Linked DNA regions of Zea mays: region 1 is linked to region 2. Evidence: chromatin contacts called from public Hi-C data. All regions are on one chromosome and are shown on one strand. The core of a region is the stretch at or near the end of the contact, and the rest is flanking DNA. Distances in the headings are between cores, read along the strand shown. Region 1 holds the start of LOC103631638 (mitogen-activated protein kinase 7). Region 2 holds the start of LOC103630730 (monothiol glutaredoxin-S9).

What was found. A called contact is a pair of places that touch in the nucleus more often than the background predicts.
Region 1: a Hi-C map of bundle sheath shows a contact between it and region 2, with 2.1 times the contacts expected there. The contact joins the promoter of LOC103631638 here to the promoter of LOC103630730 in region 2. A contact is called at or near these places in 3 of 25 Hi-C or Micro-C datasets (bundle sheath, ear and endosperm).

What each region holds. Positions count from the first base shown.
Region 1 is chr6:176,328,376-176,331,719 of Zm-B73-REFERENCE-NAM-5.0, forward strand. It overlaps LOC103631638 (mitogen-activated protein kinase 7), which reads right to left and starts at 1,525. Exons shown (of 10, transcript XM_020539656.2): 1 at 1-1,525.
Region 2 is chr6:176,011,571-176,014,871 of Zm-B73-REFERENCE-NAM-5.0, forward strand. It overlaps LOC103630730 (monothiol glutaredoxin-S9), which reads left to right and starts at 1,387. Exons shown (of 1, transcript XM_020539653.3): 1 at 1,387-3,301. The coding sequence starts at 2,669. The coding sequence ends at 3,103.

The DNA.
Region 1 (3,344 bases), core at 275-2,774, 320 kb after region 2:
ACGGTCCTACCCCCCCTCCCCTCGCTCCGACGACGGCGACGCCTGAACCGCGGCGCCGGCACGCGTGCGTCGTAAGGTCGGGGGCAGTTCCGTCATCCCCGTCCGACGCGGTGCCGCGCTGGTCTTCAGTGACGTGGCTTTATCCTGCCGGGTTTGAATTGAACTTTACCCCCGCCGCTCGCTCTAAGTGGATAATTCTCTCTCTTTTTTTTGCCACGTGTATGGGGAGGTAGTAGCAGTAATATCTTCACCGTCAGAAAACGGAACGGAGACAATTTTCGTAGTTTCGGACACACCGAGTGACAACTGACGAACAAACCGGCAAAGCAGAATAGAGGGAAAGCCAAAGCTTGCTTCCATTTGTGACAAAAAAAAAGATTTATTATTACTCCTGCTTGGAGCCGTGTGCACATAGACCACAGCAGCGCTGGTAGTGTACTGCTCTTAGTAGTAGGAACTTTTTATTTATTTATTTATATTGCACATGAGCCTTCGGCAATGGAATATGCTCTCGATTCTTGGATCCGTGACTCGTCACTCAACCAAAAAAAATAATGAATATGATTCCACACATCATGTGTGTGGTCTAGAATCTCTTACGGAGACAGTTTAGCTAAATGATGAATACGGCCGGGGACCCCAGGGCAAGTACCATCGGGGGCGCGGTACGGTTTCGTTAGCGACAGGCCAGGCCCCTCCGGCCCTCCCTCCTCTGCCGCTGCTGCTGATCGAGTGGAGGGAGTAGGTGGCGCGTTCCGTTGGCGCTGTAGCGTGAGCCCGATGCCCCAACCGACCCCCCCTCCTCTCTCTCTTTATGCGCCATTTTTTCTATGGGACACATGCTCTGCTTTGCTCGGCTTGTTTAAGCACCAGTCAGTTTGTTAGCTCGTTGCTGTAAAGGCTGAACCCATCCGTAGATATTTATTTATTCCACCACCTTTTTTTAAAATTTCGTGATTGTTTATTGTTTATTCGTAGCAGTGAGTTTAAAAACTAGAGCAATATAAGCACTAATGCATGCGTCGGAGTCGGTGGTGAGTCGCCGACAGAGCTCGGGTTGGCAGTGTGGTCTGTGGAGAGGATAATCCTAGTTTATTGCGTCCTTCCCTTGTCTGTTTTGGGACACAGATTGCAAATTGCAGCCTTGCATTGCGTGCTGGATGGGTTCCTATAAGATCAACTCAACTACGTATAATAGAGGGCCCTTTTTTTTTGCAGAACGAGTACCTCGATCGGCCTCTTGACTTGACGTTCAGCGAGAGGTGGCGATGCAAGAGACAAGGAGAGATCCTCTGCTCTCTGATCCCCCGATGCAGTAGCATATCTGTCCGTGTCAACTTGGCACGAGGCGACTGTGGGGAGGTTAGAGGTAGTACAAATATATACAATGGCCATGTTTCTGCATTTATCGTAAAGAAATCAGTGGTGATGTTAAGATGCGCGCCACAGACTTACTACTGGTCAGTATGTATTTTTTTTTTAAAGATAGAGGTGGATATAAAGAACGCAGAAAGAAAAAGAAAAGAAAAAAGATACGCCGGAGATACCAGAGTTTATGTTTGACGCAACCGGCGAATAATGGTTAAATAAATGGACTTTGTATTCACGATTGGAGGAGGAGGGTTTTTTTTTCTTAGCTTGGCTGGTAGATTAGGTGTTGCGCTTCAATCCTATGGTCTGAATTGCCAATTGCTAATACGATGGATGATGGAATGATCTGGATACTTGCTTTGATGGGTTTTTTTTTTTTGTTCAAAAGGCGGAAAGGAACTGTCGGGGCAGTGGGGCGTGGGGGAGGTGTATTAGATGATAAAAAAGAAAAAAGAAGAAGTAGAGGATTACAATGTCAGCAAGAACATCAATAACCCTGGTCCATTTAGAGCTAGTTTGGGAACCCTGTTTTCCACGAGATTTTTATTTTTTTAAAGAAAATTAATTCATTTTTCTTGAAAAAATATGAATCACTTAGGAAAATAGTGTTCCTAAACTAACCCTTAGAATGATATTCATCTCACCCGCCAAGTCTTGCTTTCCATGACGACAACCATGTTAGCATGGCTTCTCGGAGCCATCTAGTAGAGGCCAGGATTTGATTTTTCTTTAGGGACAATATTTATATAACTACAGTTATAATATTAATAAATAAAATATATGCATATAAGTAGGTTTTGGGTCCAGGTGCACATCAAGAGTTGCCCTAATGAGACCAATGCCCTCTTGGCTTTAGGACGGGGGCTTATCAAGCAGCCATGTTGAGTCATCTTAATAAACAACAAAGAATGATCAGTACTCATTTGTGATAAAATCTTAGCAAAATGCTACTTATAGTACACGGGGACTTTTCTATATTACCCGGTTAGGCCTAGTTTAGATACTTTAGTATTGGACTTAATTCATATGTATTGAGGTAGATTGGAATTCAATTCAAACGATCCAAACAGGGTAGGAAAATGGAAACCCTTGGTAATATGGGGTTTATATATCCGCGCGAAACCCCGTTCTACACGTTGTGGTCAGATGAGTTGGTTCGGGAAAGTGAACTGCAACGTGCCAACGTTTAGTTTAGCTAGGGAGGATGGCTCGCAACGCATTAACTAAAAAACCACCTTTCTTAGCGATCAAGTGGCAGTTACGCTGCGAACAAAATTAACCACATCCAGGCGGAAAAGGGCAACACATGCATCACAGAGGAAAGATGGATTAAAAAAAATGGAGCATGTGCCGAGCATGCATGCTTGCTTCTAATGATATGTGTCTAAATTATTATTATTAAAATAAAATCCAATTCTAATGATTAAAATGAAAATTCCTGATAATATGGGGTTTATATATCCGCGCGAAACCCCGTTGGTCAGATGCTTTCCCATCGGACGAGTTGGTCCGGGAAAGTGAACTGCAACCGCAAGTCTGCAGCGTGCCAACGTTTAGTTTAGCTAGGATGGATGGCCCGCAACGCAGCAACTAAAACAAATCACTTTTCTTAGGGGTGTTTAAATGCACGATAACTAATAGTTAGTTGACTAAAAATTGTTAGTAGAATTAGGTCTTGTTTCAATCACACTAGATAAATTTTAGCAGCTTTTTTTTAGCTATTTTTAGCCATTTGGTGATCTAAACAGTATAGCTAATGGTGGTGTGATAAAATTTATCACATATTATCTCATAAGCTGCTCAAAGGATGCTAAAATGAGCTAAACGTGTGCCGGGGAACCTCATTTTCCACCTATACCCTCTAATCCCATTCTCTCTCTTCGCATTAGGGGCATGTATGTATTTTTTATTCCAATATGTTAAAACTTTATTAGAGTAGTCCAAACATCTTAAGGAGCTAAACTTGAGCACTT
Region 2 (3,301 bases), core at 137-2,636:
GCAGTATTAGTTAGTGTAATGGAAATCGCTATCTTCATCGCACGTACGACTCGTGTCTCCGTCATCACGTCCATCTGATAGGTGGTTGAGACATCCAGTGCTCCTCCCCCCGGATGGTGACGTGGTGACTGTGCGCCGTCCATGCACGTAGCCCTACACTTGCATGTCTAGGTGACGTGACTCGTGTGGTAATGGAGTTTTTAGTTTCCAAATACTAATATTTAGTCACTCTATTTCCTTATGTTTTAGTTTGTAAATTGATAAATATGAAAATTAAAATATAGTTTAGCTTTATTAATTTAGAGATTAAAATTAAATAAAATAGAATGGCTAAAAATTAGTGTCTAGAAACGGACACACACCTCCTAAATGTGTGTGTGCCCAAGTTTCCGAACGGCGTGTTTGGTCGTCCGCCACGCAGGTTCAGTGGTTCTCGAGCAAACGCAGAGACGAATGATTTGTTGAATTGTTGCTCTTCTTTTTCTAGAAGGGAGAAAGTATATTTTGAATGCTGGGATGAACTGCGCTAGCGTGAAACCCGTTGTCTCTAGAAGCCGCCGCCGAACCTGCTACCGCATATATATGGCGGTACGAAAATTTGCCGGTCGATTAGCTACGACAGCCTACAGCCTACACCAGAGGACGAAAATTTAGAGAGACCAAAAAGTCCACGTAAGAGCCATGATTTTCTAGTTCGCCAAGTCCACCGATCGCAGGGGATAAGTCATATCGTTGCGACGAGCGAGATCTAGCTTATCGAGTGGATCGACGTCACGAGAAAAATAGGACAAGGGACGGAGGCGCTAGGAAGTGGCAAAGTCGGGTGGCGTTACATCGGGAATGGGTCGGCGGCAGAAATGGGGCAGCGAACAGACTGATTTAGGTGGTATCGGAAGATTATAGTCAGATTGGTAAATATAAAGACTGAACCGAGAGGATCCAGCGAGCAGTCTCATAACATGGTGTAGCTACAGCCGTACACAAGGTTTAATTTCGAAAAGAATTGTTGAAGCTAACCTAAAGCTAGTATACAATTCTCCAAAGTACGGAATTTTGCACAAGACACGCAGCATATTTCACGCGGCAAGCAGCTCGATCTCCCTCGAGTGTCCGAACCAGATTACAATACGCGACAGTTTATCCGGACGAGAGAATACAGGCCAACACATCCAACCCATGCGACACGTCACGCGTGATCGCGGCACGTATGCTTGATACGCTTGCCATGCACACAGCGTCAGCGATCTCGTAGTAGACTGCTCGTGTTTGAGTTGATCTTGTCCGTTTTCGTCCTGTTCCAGACCTGGATGGGGAGTAGCGCCCACAGATAGCTCGCCAGCTCAAAAAACCGACTTCAGCACATACCCCATCCATCCTAGGATAAAAGAAAGCACTGGTCTCGTTTTTTTACTTTTTCTTTAATGAACAGCCAATTAATGTTTAACTAAGGGCTAGTTTGGACACCATTTTCCCAAGAAAGCTTCTAGTTTTCAAACGGAAAATGAACTAATTTCCCTTTTAAAAATGAAAATCTCTTGGGAAAATAGTATTCCCAAACTAGCCCTAAATATACTATTCTACCAATTGACTTCGCGCCATTTGATGGATGATTATATGGAATATACGTATCTAACACGTGACCGGCCGCGCCGAGAGCGCTCGGTCAGCAGTGGAGAGCCTGGAAATGTTCAGCCAGGAAATCGCGCGCGGCCGGCCGGCGACCACCTCGGAGGGAAACGCGGGCGCCGCTCTGTGACCTGCCGACGGCCGACGCGGACGCCATCATTTGCGAGGAAAAATTCTGGTGGCTCCGACGCCGCTCTCTCTCGCCGGTCGTCACCCTGTCATATTGGCCTCGGCCTCGACCAGATTTCACGCTAATCTGAAAGGTATGTAAATTTCTTCATTAATCCGCTCCAATTCCGAAGGGTATTTAAATTTCTAAACTAGCCCTCATTGTTGTACTGCTCGCTCCATTTCAAATGGCGAGCGCAGATATATATGCTCGTTTTCTACGTTTGACATAGCTTAGAAGTTTACATGCTATACAGTACTAATTTTTTGTTTAGTTTTTTTTTATATTTCGAAATTTAAAATTCAGAATTTTCGAATGGCTCAATATCAAATTTAAAACGTCTTACAGCGGCGGAGTCAGAGCAGTGTATAGCAGCATATCCTGACGATATTTCCATTCCAACCAACTCGTCCAAGCCAGCAGGGCAGCAGCTGCCGTCACGAGGGCCCCGCAGCGTGGCCGCAGTATCGTCACCAACCGCGTCACCTCCCACGCCCCCATCACTTCCCCCGCCCCACGTGCTGCCGTCACGGACTGGCCGTCACGACTCACGACCAGTGACCTGGGGCGTGACGGGCCCACCGAAGCACCTCAACCGCGGCTGACGCCCCGCCACGCCACCGCGGCTCGCGCGAACAAACGCGGTCACCGTCGTCCCCTCCGCCACCACCAGATTACGCCATCCCCGTCCCCCGCTGACCTCACCACCCTTTTATATATCAGGATCTGCCAGCCCGCCCTGCCCATGCCCATCCATCATCACACGACGACGCACACAAGTCGCAGCTAGCTAGCTCCCAACCGAGCCAGGAAAACGGACGCCGTGCAGCTCGCTCGCGCGCGCCCCACGGAAAGAGAGGGCAGGTAGGAATAATGTACCAGGCCATCCCGTACAGCGCCGGCCAGCCGTGGCCGCGGCCGGCCCCGACGATCGGTCCTGACGTGGCGGAGGAGGAGGGGTTGCTGGCGGCTTCGCAGCAGCAGGCGTCGACGCCAGCGGAGGCGGCGGCGAGGGTGGAGGAGGAGGAGGTGCGGCGCGCGGTGGCGGAGTGCCCCGTGCTCGTGGTGGGCGTGCGCGGGTGCTGCCTCAGCCACGTGGTGAAGCGGCTGCTGCAGGGGCTCGGGGTGAACCCCGCCGTGCACGAGGTGGCCGGCGCCGAGGCGGACCTCGCGGCCGCCGGGGTCGCCGCCCTCCCGGCGGTGTTCGTCGGGGGCAGGCTGCTCGGGGGCCTCGACCGGCTCATGGCCGCGCACATCTCCGGCGACCTCGTCCCCATACTCAAGGACGCCGGCGCGCTGTGGCTCTGACACGAGCAGCCACCAAGCTAGCCGCCCTCTGATTGCCTCTCCGTCGTCAGCTGCTTTGCTTTGAATTAAACGATGGTGGTGTTGTCAACTCGTTTTTATTTACTCATTGACTAGAGATAGACATGCACATAGGACTTCAATTCTTGTACTTGTACTACTAGGGAAAAGAGAGTGAATTATAGTACTTTAATATTATTT